Linked DNA regions of Mus musculus: region 2 is linked to region 1. A link is a contact called in public Hi-C data. All regions are on one chromosome and are shown on one strand. The core of a region is the stretch at or near the end of the contact, and the rest is flanking DNA. Distances in the headings are between cores, read along the strand shown.

Evidence for each region. Hi-C and Micro-C count contacts between places; a contact is called where the count stands out from the background.
Region 2: a contact with region 1 is called in a Hi-C map of the N1E-115 cell line, with 9 times the contacts expected there. The contact joins two enhancer-like sites. A contact is called at or near these places in 11 of 484 Hi-C or Micro-C datasets (the C2C12 cell line, the N1E-115 cell line, adipose-derived mesenchymal stem cells and 3 more), 8 of 115 datasets of contacts at active chromatin or transcription factors (differentiating embryonic stem cells and embryonic stem cells) and 1 of 9 other capture datasets (embryonic stem cells).

The regions. Positions count from the first base shown.
Region 1 is chr16:42,271,142-42,278,188 of GRCm38.p6, forward strand. All of the region lies in intron 2 of Gap43 (growth associated protein 43), which reads right to left. Among named protein-coding and RNA genes, the nearest start is that of Mir6540, 29 kb to the right of the region's middle. Within about 2 kb of position 4,605, at least 50 of the 459 cell types and tissues checked have an H3K27ac peak or open chromatin away from gene starts, as enhancers often do. A contact at or near this core is called in the N1E-115 cell line and stem cell-derived motor neurons, where this site is marked.
Region 2 is chr16:42,572,480-42,579,526 of GRCm38.p6, forward strand. No RefSeq gene overlaps it. Among named protein-coding and RNA genes, the nearest start is that of Gm29960, 77 kb to the right of the region's middle. Within about 2 kb of position 3,187, at least 57 of the 459 cell types and tissues checked have an H3K27ac peak or open chromatin away from gene starts, as enhancers often do. A contact at or near this core is called in the N1E-115 cell line and stem cell-derived motor neurons, where this site is marked.

The DNA of each region.
Region 1 (7,047 bases), core at 3,355-5,854:
TACAAACTGCTATATGTATGACAGTATGCTTTTTTAGTTTAATCTTTATCTATGTATAAGCATCATATGTATATATACATATGTTTATATATATTGTGTAGGCTTTCATACAATGGGCCCTTTCACTAAATATTTAAATTACATTGGGATGTAGTCAGCATGTAAGAACATTCAATATACTAAAACAGAACCACTGTTGGGTAAATGCTGAGCTAATCATAATTTATGGCATAGAAAATTTGAATCCACAGAAGCTTCATAGACACAAAAGCTTCCACAGCTTTGATTTGCTGATTCACCATGAGAGAAAGAGAGCTCACTCCGATGCAAATGTGAGTTTTACACATCTATTTTCAGTCAGTGAAGAATCCCCAATGGCTGAAATAAAACCATGCCTTACTTATTTTTCTTGCTGCTGTGGCCACACATCTGACAAGAAGCAAGTTAGGAGAGAAATAATTTGTTCTGGCTTACAGCCTGAAATGATAAGAGTCCACCACATTGATGAAGACGTGGGGGCAGAATTGTGAGGGGGCCGGGTCACCCTGTGTCCATAATCAAGAAGCAGAGAGTCAATGGGGAAATGGAGATGAGCATTAAAATCTCACGCTCCATTGCTCCATTGCCCCATGAACCACATCTGGAAAGTCTACCCCTCCTAAAGATCCCACAACCTTTCACCAGGTTGGGACCAACTATTTAAACACATGCACTGTATAGGACATTTTACATTCAAGCCCAAACCTTTGGATTGGTGAAACTTGCTGCCTGCCCTTTATGTATCCTTTGTCTTAGGAGGATGAGGCAATGTGCCTGACCTATGACTGCTCCTCCATGCACAGAGAGAGAGAGAGACTGTGAAACAAGATCCAGCGCTTTGGTGCCATACCTGCATGGGTAATGATCTGAATTATCAAAGAGTCTACAAAAGCAAAGGAAGATGGGGGGAAATCTATCCAGGCAAAGAGAAGAAGCACCTGCGTGGTAAAAAGGGACGAAACACACCAAGTAAAAGTGAGCATGTCTCCTTTGCCACCTAGGTGATATCTTTGAGAACAAGTCTGGCTACTTTGTTTTCCTTTAAATGATAACAACCAAAAGAAATGCCTGCCATATTGCCACGTAGATGACGCCTTTAGTCATGAAATGAAACAAATGCCTGCTATAATCTTGCTCCATGTTCTACTTTCTAGGGATACAGCAGTGTACAACACAGTACTAAAACAAAAGAATACCTTGTCTTCATGAACCTTATATTGCAAATAAATCATTAAATCTATAATATGATACAGCTTTAAGTGTAGTTCAATCTTATAATAGATGTCTACACCATCCCATGAGCTCAGAAAACATTATGGAGAAGTGGGTAGAAAGTGTGTAAAAGCTGGAATATAGGAGTGTCATGAAACGCTTCCATATACACAGTCATTGCAGTCATGAACAGATAGGAGCAGTGAATAACTGGTCAAGACCGTGTATTTCAGCCTCCATCATGGATAGAAGAGGTACCTGTGAGTCCATGTCCTTGGCAGCTAAATCTTGCTCTATCTTCTTAGGACTCTGCCTTCTGTGTACCATGAAGAAACTCCCCCATCACATGCTGTCATTCTCATAATGTTTTGCCTAGGCCCCTGGGGCCAAGGAGCTATGGATTGACACCCCTGAAACAATAGCCTTTCCTCTCTGTGGATGTTTTTATTACATGTTTTGATTACAGCCATGTAAGAGTAACCAACACAGTTGGTCATCAAAGGCAAACATTGGACGGAAAGTAAGAAATCAAAGAACCAAACTTTGAGGTGACACTAAGTTTAGAAGTAAGAAGAAAGAAAATGATTGAATCCAGGGTTAAGGGATAAGACTAGGTAACGTACTATGTGCCTGTGAGTTTTGTTAGCATTGGCACAAAGCAGAGACTTCTGAGAGGAGGGAACCTCAATTGAAGAAATAGCTCTAGCCATATCTGTACAGTATTTTCTTGAGTGTTGCTTGATGCAGGAGGACCCAGCATGGCCAGTTCCACCCCTGGGCAGACAGGAGATATAAGGAAGGTATGAGAAAGGTACCCAGATGTGAGCCTAGGAGAAAGCCATGCTCCTTTATGGTCTCGGCTTCAGTTCCTGCCTCCAAGTCTCTGATTCCCCCAATTTTGGACCCAATGATGAACTGCAGTTTGTAAGATGAACTAAACCTTCTCATTCTCTAAGTGACTTTTAGTCATTCTATCACAGCAGCAGAAAGGAAACTAAGACATAATCAAAGACCAGTGGTGAAAGTATTTCCAAGTACAGTAGGAACTGACAGGTTAACCATCAAATGCTAGGCAAAGCTGAAAACTCCAAACTGACTATTGCATTTCCCACTATGGAAGAAATCTGTGATTTTGGACAAGATTCTTTAAAAAAAAATTATTCATTTTATGTATATGAGTATGCCATCACTGCCTTCAGATATACCAGAAGAGGGCACCAGGTCCCATTACCATGGGGCTACTATGTGGTTGCCGGGAATTGAACTCAGGACCTCTGAAAGAGCAGTCAGTGCTCTTAACCACTGAGCCATCTCTCCAGCCCTTGGACAAAATTCTTTAAATTGAAGCTGGGAAGATGGATATGGTCATTAGGAATTAAAAGAAAGAGGGAGGGAGAGATGGAGGGACGGAGGGAGGGAGGGAGGGGGAGAGGGGGAGAGGGAGGGGGAGGGATGGGGGAGGGGGAGGGACAGAGGGAGGGGGAGGGACAGAGGGAGGGGGAGGGGGAGGGACAGAGGGAGGGGGAGGGGGAGGGACAGAGGGAGGGGGAGGGACAGGGGGAAGGACAGGGACAGGGACAGGGACAGGGACAGGGACAGGGACAGGGAGAAATAAGGAAATTGGTGTCTGAGTATAGGCAACCCTTTTGAGAAAGAAATACTCAAGAGCCAGAGAGCACAAGTCTGAATCTGGAACCTGTCACTTCCTAAATGTGGCGCCTTCATCACCTCATGTAACCTTTCTACACCTCAGCCTCCTCAGCTACAAACACCCCCTGGTAGGGTTGTTTGGTGTGTGAGGCACATAGATGGCTAAGCAGTAAATGCACCTATCACTTTATCCTGGAAAAGATGACTCGGTTATCAAATTCTATTCCAAGTCCTAGAGTCCAAATTCACAAATAGTATTATTTGAGCAATTTTGTGAGGATCCAGCCAAGGCTGGTCTGGTCTCGTAGCACATTGTGACAGCCGCAGATTGAGTCCCTGCAAAGGCGGGCCACGTTCCATTCTTCTGCTTAATGTAATACTCAGGTGTTTCAAAGCAGTCTCATGATTCTGAATAGTTAATGACTCCCTCAAACTTCTTTATTTTTGGAGGACCCCAAAAGATTTCTTTTGTGATTACGCTGAATTTCGGTGGTGGTGTGTGAAAAGGACTATTGAAAATGTTAAGGCAGACATTTCTGTGCTACAAAGCCAGATGATCTTACATTCTGTCAAACGGAAGTCTTTATCAACTAATACTTCAGCATTACACTAAAAACTGATATCTGTATAATGCTCCTGACACATTTTATGACTGCAATTACTCTATTTCTAATGTTGCATATGTTTTATTATATCTAAACCTCCCCCAATTGGAAATCCAATAATAACATAGATAGCAATTATTAATCAAACATTAGGGTAACCATTTCCTTAATCACATTAGACTATAGAGCTCAGTTGGTCCCTTTTATTCTAATCTGACTTTATTTTATAGGAAAATAAAAGTATTAATGTGAGGGTTATAGAGAGGAGAGAGACTGAGACTCTGATCCATCCACACACATGAAGTTTTGTTGCTCCCTTCTGTATCTATAAAAGTAAATAATAGCCTAAGCACAGAGTGACTGTGGCTTCAGGAAGTTACTACATATACAGAATTTAGCAATTACTCTAGAACAAAAGCATAAATAATCTATAGTTTTCATCAGTGTTATATTTGCTTGCTCCTTTTAAAAACTGGTTTTCTGGTGTTTTTGTTTGCTTTGTTTTTATTTGTTTGTTTGTTTTGTTTTGAAACTGGATTTCTGGGTAGTCCTGGCTGTCTTGGGACTCTCCCTGTAGACCAGGCTGGCTTTGAACTCAGAGTTCCACTCACCTCTATTTCTGGAGTGCTAAGATTAACGGTATTCTCTACTAAGTCCTTTGCTCTTCCAATGACTTTTCGTAAGGACCTAATAGATGATTGTCAGACCAAGGACTGACAAATTCGAAGTGATCAGATACGAATTAGGTTGTTTTCACATTTTAATTAAGACTTGGGATAGATAGCATTGGGAACAGAGTCACAATTGTTATTGTGAAGAATCCTCAATAAATTATGGGACTTCAATAGACAAATGGAGCAAGTACTATATTCTTGTAGATTTACTACAGGAGGATGACGGTTGGTATGTAGCTGAAAGGGCAGTCTACACCCTCCGCCCTCAGCTGCCTGCCACATCAGTACAGCCCCAGGAGGCTTCAGAAGATGTGCTCAGGTCTCTTGAGTGGCTGCATCTCCCCCCACCCCCCAGAAGCGACAGGGGACAAATGGCTGCTGGCTCGCTACACAGTTCCACTTCACTCTGCTCCCACCCTCTTGCCAGCCCACCAGGCACGTGCCAACAATGAGCTGCCTGCTTCACTGGGATCCTCGGCTCCATTAATAAGCCCTGGAAGGCTGATAATTGGAGATTTGCGGAGCCTGCCGTCTTTCAATGAGGCGGGTTGTTATGGAAACCGCAGGCAGAGCATCATGTACATATTATTGATCCTTTAAAATAATAATAAAAAAGGACCATTAGAATGTAATGTCCCTTTTTCTTACCTCACTTGGCTCCCATCGTTTTCTTTGAGAAGTTTGTCATCAATTTGCACACGTGACAATTCACAGCTCATCTCTCTCTTTATCTCTTAGCACCCGCCCCACCCCTTTCTTAATTACAGAGAATCTTTCACCTCTAGCAGGAGAAAAAAAGTCAGCTGAGCAGAAAACCAAAGGAACACCAAAGAGAACACTCTCAATCTAATTTAACACCAAGGCATTAACTCGATAATTTGAGACAAGAGAAATCAGTCATGAGTATCAATGCACATTTCCTCGCCATTAAAAATAATAATAATAAATCGAACAGAGCTTAGAAATGACTTCGGAGCCCCACCCTAGTTTATTCTGGTGGCAAGATGTTCACCACCCACGATGAAGCACACACGGTGCTCTGGAAAGGAGCCCCCAGCGCTCAAGCCAAGGAAAAAGCCGGACTATTTTTCTGAACTACTTTTAAAATTTAGCTTTACACTCTTGCAGAAAAAAATCCAATTACTCCTTTTACTTAAGGAATACAGACATAATGCCGAAGTGTACCTGACTGGGAGGCCTGTGATCAGCATTAAATGAATGTGCCTGAAGGCTGCTTTGGACTTCAGTGTCACCCAAATTCCTTGCGTTGAAAAGGCCTGGGCGCCATTGTTTCTTGGTGAACTTCCCATTTTTCCCCAGCAGAGGGCAACAGAGTAATACTGTTCCCGACCTTGAGGTCTGCGGACCAGCCACGAATCCAAAGCAAAGCACACAATTGGTTCAGGAACGATTTGCTGTGGCAAGGTCCTACTTTGAAGCCTTTCTGAAGTTAATTGTATTTTTAAGTCCTTTTAAAGGTAACCAAAATCTAAGTCTAGAAATATTGTTTACCAAAGTCATGAAGTCATGGGAGTGGATGAACTAAAATTAATGTTACATTGTGAAATGGATTTCGAGAGCAGGTAATGCTTTGCAGTGGCCTTATCTCTATAGGATAAGGTCTTATCTTATATCTAAGACCTTTGAATCCATAAAATACTATGACATCAGTTGTCATACTATTTTAATGTAGCAAAAGCATCTGCCATTGTTTAGTTTAAAGCCCCAATCACTTCAGGTCTGAACATTTTAAGGTCTAACACAGTCACCTTCCCCTCCCTGGTGCTATAGCAATGTTGCCTAATTAAGTTCACTTCCTTCATTCAGATACCTGCCACCCTGGTGACATCTGAACTTACTCTCTGCAATTAGACTGTGTTTCCAGTCAAACACATACTTTCACATAGCTCTGGGGCCAGGAGTTCGTTTTGTTTGCTTGTTGTTTGCTTGCTTGCTCCTTTTTAAAGGCCTTACATTGCTTCCAGATTGTACACTGAACAACAGCATTTTTCTTTTTACTTTTATATACCAGTATTCTTTACAACGCCTAGAGCTCTTGCGTAAGTCACACCTGCTAGCAAAGGAAAGTTATCTGTATGACAATGAAACGAGCTCCTTGGGTTACCTTGTCTCCTCCACGATGAGCCTAACTCATTATGTGACTGTTCAAGGTGATCCTACAAGACACGTCACTTTTCATTAGAATACACACACGCACAGCCCGTCCTGGGGATTGTTCGAGTACAGTGGGCTGAACAGTTTTGAAAACTGGTCCCAGCTGAATAGCTGATGAAAGACCAAACTCTCATCCATATTGACACACAGTAAAACATGTTACAGACCATTCCAGGAGATGAAAGGACTCTGTGAGACCCGCTATGCCTCGGTCAAAGTGACATCTAAGTTTCCTAAGAAGATTGAAATCTAAGTTGAAATCATTATACTTGTACTTACCTAGAAAGAGCATATTACCCATTTCTCTCAAGAGTTTCCAACTCTGTCTATCAAATCCCTAGATTGCAGTTTCTGAGGGACCAATTACAGGCAGCCTAAATTAATCCTACCCTCACTACCTGGTGGCCTTGGCTAACTTCCAGGCTCAATCATCACTGATAATGTAAGTACTTGGTAATGTTGCTGAGCTCCAAAGTAGGCCAAGTAGAATAGCCTCCGACTCTCAGGAGACTCGGTATATCATTATGTGTCTCTCTCTAGCTGACCACAATAAATTAAGTCATATTTGTACATTAATTTCCTCTTTAAAGTCAGGGGGTTGGTACCAAGGTACAAAATAATGTTTTCCAATAATTTCAGATTTTAAAAAAAAATTTTAAAAATTGGTCAGTTTCTATTAAACACTTGCTATA
Region 2 (7,047 bases), core at 1,937-4,436, 300 kb after region 1:
GACGTACCCTTTCAACTACCAGCAAGCTCTACTAGTAGAAAGCCCCCTTTGTTGGCTCCCTTTAGATATCACTGCAGTTCAAAAAAGCCACTCATCACAGCCTGTGCCTATTGGTTGTTGGACAGAAAAGCACCAAGACTCAGCCCCACCCTCCCATCTCGGCCCAGCTTGGAGAGTTCTACATTCGGTTGATGATGCCGATTTACCTGTCTTCTGCTCATTCCTGCTTCTCCTCCCTTTGCTTAGAGTCCGATGCCTAGAACAGTCCCTTATAAATAATCTGCTGGCCAATTCCTCTACCAGAGGCAGCTGCCCAGAGCAGCCACCCCAGGACGCTTCCTCACACTTATCCCTATCCCTTAAACCTCTCTTGTCAAACACTCTGCACCCTTGGGATGACTCAGAGGAACAAAGACTCTTGGAGCTAAAAACAAACTTAGGGAATATGTCATCCAGCTACTTCATTTAATAGAAAATATCCATACCTGGGGATGGATAGAACACTCTCTATCAGCATACAAAGTTCAAGTCTACCCTGATTTTTTTGTCTTGTCTTCAAAAGCAGATGCACATTTAATATTTAAAAATAATGTTGATTTCTTTTTACTAGATATACAACAAGATACACTGGTTTTGCTGAGTCCACCTACACTTTTGATGAATATTAAGACTGAGAATTTCTCATGGCAGATTCAACAGACTCTGATATTCTATTCTATTGTTCTTAAATAGTAAATTACTTCAAGGGACTTCTCTTCAATCATCAACCTTGACGTTGGAAGAATCATCCCAGTTCAGATTCTTGGTTAAGATGCAGAGCAAAGCAGTCTAAGATGTTTAGCAATAAAGGCTCAGCTATATAAAGACAGTAGAGCTATTCATTGTTCTCAGTCTGCACATAGAGCATGGCAGTCTTTTTCCTGAAATAGATCTCCGAGCCTGGACTCTGAAAACCCATAATACTTCGTGTGGATGAATCTTAATTATGTTGTGACCACAGTGGATTAGGATGAGCCATCATCTTCCCATGTGGATGAGTTCTCTGCTGTCAGTCACTGACTGTCCTTACTCACCAGAGTGTCTTCGTCTGGTGAGCACTCTTCAAACAGTTATGAAGAGGCAATACTGTGGTCTTCTCTTCATGCTTTCCTCAAGGTGTAATTAATCCCACCAGTGCAGAATCAGACCCACCACCACCACCACCACCATGATTTAAAGCCAAATCTGAAGCAAGATGTAGTTAAATACTAACCAGATGGATGGACTCTCTGTTAAGGTACATCTCTAGATCTCCAGAAAATGGCCACAAATTACCTTTGTTTGACCCAACTATACTGGATGTGCTTAATCACATGTGGGCATAATAATTAAAACTTTAATCGTAACTTTGGCTCTCGTGGTATCTTGTCTATCTAGTCTTCCAGGTCCTGAGGATCCCAAGGAAGTCTAAGAACAGAGCAGCTTTAAGAATTAGCTTGTGCCCCTTCTTAGAATTGGGAACAAAACACGCATGGAAGGAGTTACAGAGACAAAGTTTGGAGCTGAGACAAAAGGATGGACCATCTAGAGACTGCCATATCCAGGGATTCATCCCATAATCAGCCTCCAAACGATGACACCATTGCATACACTAGCAAGATTTTGCTGATGGGACCCTGATATAGCTGTCTCTAGTGAGACTACGCCGGGGCCTAGCAAACACGTAAGTGGATGCTCACAGTCAGCTATTGGATGGATCACGGGGCCCCCAATGGAGGAGCTAGAGAAAATACCCAAGGAGCTAAAGGGATCTGCAAACCTATAGGTGGAACAACATTATGAACTAACCAGTACCCCAGAGCTCTTGACTCTAGCTGCATATGTATCAAAAGATGGCCTAGTCGGCCATCAGTGGAAAGAGAGGCCCGTTGGACTTGCAAACTTTATATGCCCCAGTACAGGGGAATGCCAGGGCCAAAAAGTGGGAGTGGGTGGGTAGGGGAGTGGAGGACTTTTGGGATAGCATTGGAAATGTAAATGAGGAAAATACCTAATTTAAAAAAAGAGAGAGAAGAATTAGCTTGTGGCCTAGTGTGGTGGCACAGGACTTTAATCCCTGCACTCGGGAGGCAGAGGCAGGTAGATTTCTGAGTTCAAGGCCAGCCTGGTCTACAAAGTGAGTTCCACAGTGAGCTATACAGAGAAACCCTGTCTCGAAAACCAAAAAAAAAAAAAAAAAAAAAGAATTAGCTTGTCTTGATGCTAGAGATATACCTCAGGGATTAAGAGCACTTACTCTTCTTACAAAAGAGCCAGGTTCAGATCCTAGCAACTGTATGTGGGTCACAACCTTTTGTAACTCCCGTTGCAGATCAGATGCCCTCCCCTGGCATCATTGGGTAGTCTTTGGGGTACCTACAACTTGAGCATAACACTAGGACATGGCAAAGTTAGGGATTTTAAAACCTTTATAATCGCTTAGTCCTAACAGACTTCTATCTCTTAAGACTCCTGGCATCCTTTCCTGTTATTAAAAGTGTAAAGATAAATCAAGATAATAGTTTTAAAAATTCATTCATTTGATTTCATGTGTGTGAGTGCTTGCCTACATGTATGTGTGTATGGGCACTATGTACACCTGAACATGGGGACAGAACTACCTGATAAGCAGAATGGCTAAATTATGTATTCTCTGAAGGATGTCTAAAGTTATCTATATGCACCTTGACCCTGCTATTGCAGCCTGACTAGCTGTTGCTAAGGAGTGTGGGTTGCCATAGGTTGGTTGCTCAGGAGAACTCTGATTTTCTTCCTGGAATTGGAGTTTAGCCTCTGGTCTCACACAAAATGGAGTTTCTTCAAAAAACGGAGTTGACTGGGCTTTACACTATAAGAATTCTCAGGTTTCTTCTTAGGTTTTAAGCCTAATGCACTGAAACCTTCAAAGAGTCCTTCAGCTCGCAGACTTGGGGAGCCAGAGAAATCTGGAGAAACAGGTTCCTAAGTCCCACACATTGTCTCAACTCTTGCAAATAAGGACCTTCAAGACCCGTTGGTCCTTCACTAAGTGCAATGGGATGGAGCAGCTGGTGGCTCACCACATGTCTTATTAAACTAGGAGTTAATCTGATCAGAGCCTCAGCCTAGCTGTGGCTGGCTATATTTCCTTGGGGTTTTTTCTGTCCCTGAGGGGGAGGGGAGTGAAGATGCAGATGAGGAATTGAAGTGCTCTCACTGAGGCATGCCCAGATTTGCAATTCAATGGCATGGGGGAGGGGGGGCGACTCAGCTGAAGCTAAATGCCGCAGGGTCATTGGGGTTCTTTTTAGCAGCGGGGACTGTTTAAAGGGATGAGGGGTCAGGGATCTAGGGCACGGCAAGAAGCATCAAATGTATTCTCTGTCACTATGGAGAGAGGGGGGCCTTCTGGGAAAAGCAGACGATTGCATCACCGATTTGATTAGCAGAATGGCGAAGGAAGGGTGGGGTAATCCTATGCACTGTGACGATTTTTTTTTCTTCAAACACCTCCACCTTTCACTGTTGTTGCTATTGTTGCTTTTATTAAACAGGATATCAAATCCAAGTCAGCAAAAAACTGAGTAATCAGAAAAAATGTCATCAGCCTTGCTATTTTGATTTTTGTGATGTTTCTAGGAATGTGCTTTATCTGAAGCATCCTTTATTCCTCGGATGGTGGAAGGGACTTAGCAGTGGGTCCTGAAGGTGAATATTGTAACACAGATGAGCTTTAAACTATGGCAGAGGCCAGGCGCCTTAGGAGAACATACCAACATTAGAAATGAGAAAACCAGAAAGGAGGTGAGAAAGAAGTAGCAGAGAATTATCAAGAAGCCTACTATTAAGGAAAGAAACAATTTAGGGAAAATTTACATTCGATTTATTGTTTGATAAAGAATTGAAGGGTGCCACTTGATTATTTGATTAAGCTGAAGACATAGAGACTTTTCCTTTTACACTAGATCAAATGGTATATCTGATCAGAGTGAGAACAGCTTGTGTTAAAAGCTTTCTCTTCATCTTGTCAGGTACACTAGAAGTATACCTGCCAGTGGAAGCACATAGCATAAACTATGGTAATGCCATTTGACTGAGGCAGCATACAATACCTGACTAGCCACAACATCTATGTAAGTGCTGCAAAGAAGATGTAATGAACTTAAGTATGCCTAATATTTGAGTAGCCTTTCATATTCTTCAAAATTCCTCCACAGACTTTAGAAGACTTGCCATAGCAAATGTGTATGTGTGTGTGTATAAATGTATATATGTATGTAAATATATATGTGTGTATATATATGCATATATATCATATATATATGATAGTACTATTATATCTGTCTTTTCCCACTTTATCTGTCACATTAATGAGTAGGAAAAGTTAAATAAATAAACTTAGGACTCATATTTATTAATTAGTTCTACAGTATTGGTTTCCCTTGTAAGAGCAATCTGAAAGTTCTACTGAAGATTTGTGCTTTAGGTTTCCAAATCAGATTCTATGCATAATGGAGAGTTTGTCCACCATGACAACTCAACCTGAGAATTAAAGACTCTCAGGACATCTGCCTCCTGTCACCATGGATCTGTTCAGACAGATCACTGCAATTAAATACACTCATGCAAGCTAAAGAGGACCATTACTGTTCCAGTCTGAGAGTCACAATGCAGCTACAGGGTAATCTACAGCATGTTGAATTGGTCAAAACAGAACACATTCTACAATCAACTGACAGATTCTGATGAGAGGACAGTGAGCAACAAAGAGGGGAAGCAAAGCTGTCCTCGAGATATTTCAATTTCATGTACTCCCAAATTGAACAGATTTCCAGAAAAACCAATTTAAAGGATCATCTGCCTGTGAACCATTCAGAATGACTCCTGTTACTTTTAGTGAGATTGTGAAAATCTTCTGTAAGGCAACATACTTTAGCTCCTTAGTGTACAAACATACACAAAAAAGTACTTAATAAAACCCTAACTAGATGCTAAGTATTTTGAATCCTGCCTTTATCTACAGAGAACACTTATGAGAGCAGTTTACCTTTAATAGTAGAGATCATAGTATTTTAATGTTTGAAGATTATATATAATTCTGTAATTAGAAAATAACAAAAAAAAAAAAGAAAAGAAAAGAACATCAATCAACTAAAGAAAGAGTACAGCTATTGTGATGGTTTGTATATGCTCAACCCAGGGAGTGGCACTATTAGGAGATGTGGCCCTGTTGAAGTAGGTGTGTCACTATAGGTATGGGCTATAAGACCCTCAGCCTCGATGCCTGGAAGCCAGTATTTTGCTAGCAGCTTTCAGATGAAGATGTAGAACTCTCAGCTCCTCCTGCGCCATTCCTGCCTGGATGCTGCCATGTTCTCTCCTTGATGATAATGGACTCAACCTCTGAACCTATAAGCCAGCCCCAATTAAATGTTGTCCTTATAAGAGTTGCCTTGGTCATGGTGTCTGTCACAGCAGTAAAACCCTAATGAAGACAGCTATCTACACTCTAGGATAATGCTATAATTTTATGACTAGATGCTCAAAAGTACAGAAGTGATTTGGCTCATTAAATTTACAGGACCAACTCTGGCAACACTATTGTCTGGTGATCAGAACCACTAGAGCTGCTCGTCAGTGTCCATGTGAGAGGCTCAGAATGACTCCAAAGTCACTTCTTGCTCTAACCCCAGTTTTAAGAGTTTGAAGGTTATAGTGGCTTGAATAAGTTTGCTCCCCCCAGATTCATGGCCCACATGAAGTTGTGTCCACATTAGAATAGGTGTGGCCTTGTTGGAAGAAGTGTGTCACTGTGGGAGTGGCCTTTGAGGTCTTAGGCTCAGGCTCCTCCCAGTGCAGAAGAAATCTTCCTCCTAGCTGCCTATGAGACAGTCTCTCCTGGCTGCAGTTGAATCAAGAGGCAAACCTCTCAACTCCTTCTCCAGCACCACATCTGCTTGGATGCTGCCATGCTTCCTGCCATGATGATAATGAACTGAACCTCTGAAACTGTACTCTAGCTCCAACTAAAGGTTGTCCTTTATAAGAGTTGCCTTGGTCATGGTGTCTCTTTGTGGCAATGGAAACCCTAACTAAAACAAAGTTATTTTGGAAATATTGTCTTTTATAAGGTGGTTGTGTCATTTATTGTCCAAATTAAGACATCTTTGTGGGCAAAACTGGAATGCTACTGATAATTATTCTGAGACGTATGTATAAATCAGAACCTCAAGTGGAGTGTGACCTTGTGTTGGTTTAAGTGGGAATGGTCCCCATACACTCATAAACTTGAGTGTTTGGTTCCCAGTTAGTGAAACTGTTTGTGAAGGATTAGAAAGTGTGTTCTTGTTGGAGTAGGTGTGTCCTTAGAATCAGACATTGAGGTTTCAAAAACCTGCTCCATTCACAATCTGATTTTCTCTTCTTTATGCCTATAGATCAGATGTAAGCTCTGAGCTACTTCCCCAGCACCATGACTGCCTGCTTGCTGCTATGTTTCCCCCTGATCATCATAAACTCACCCTCTAAAACTGTAAGCAAGTCTCCAATTAAATCCTTTCCTTTATAAGTTGTCTTGGTCATGGTGTCTCATCACAGCAATAGGAAAATAATTATGACAACATTGTGCTTAAAAGATAATGGATTTCAGACTCATTGGAATCCCAAATTGTTATTTTCCAGGTACTCATATTTCTGAGAATAAAAAAATAGATGACACAAAGGGAAATGAACTGTTATATATATATGTTATATATAAGCCTTTGAGTGGGGTTAGCCTTCCAACAGTTTATGAAATGACTCAAAGCGTAAGTTTTAACCAAGTCAGCCCTTCTGTTAAATGGCTAACTGAGGCCAGGATTAAAGCATTAAAAGGACTTCAGAATATCATGAAATGAACCAAGATATGGAGAAATAAAAACAGTGGGAGAGAAAAATTCTGGGTAGAAAAGAGAATAATTGAGAACTTATGTATAAGGGTATACGGTCTAGTCACATGACCCCTTTAGAATTAGTATTTAAATGAACAGCTCCATAAAAACCAGAGTGTAC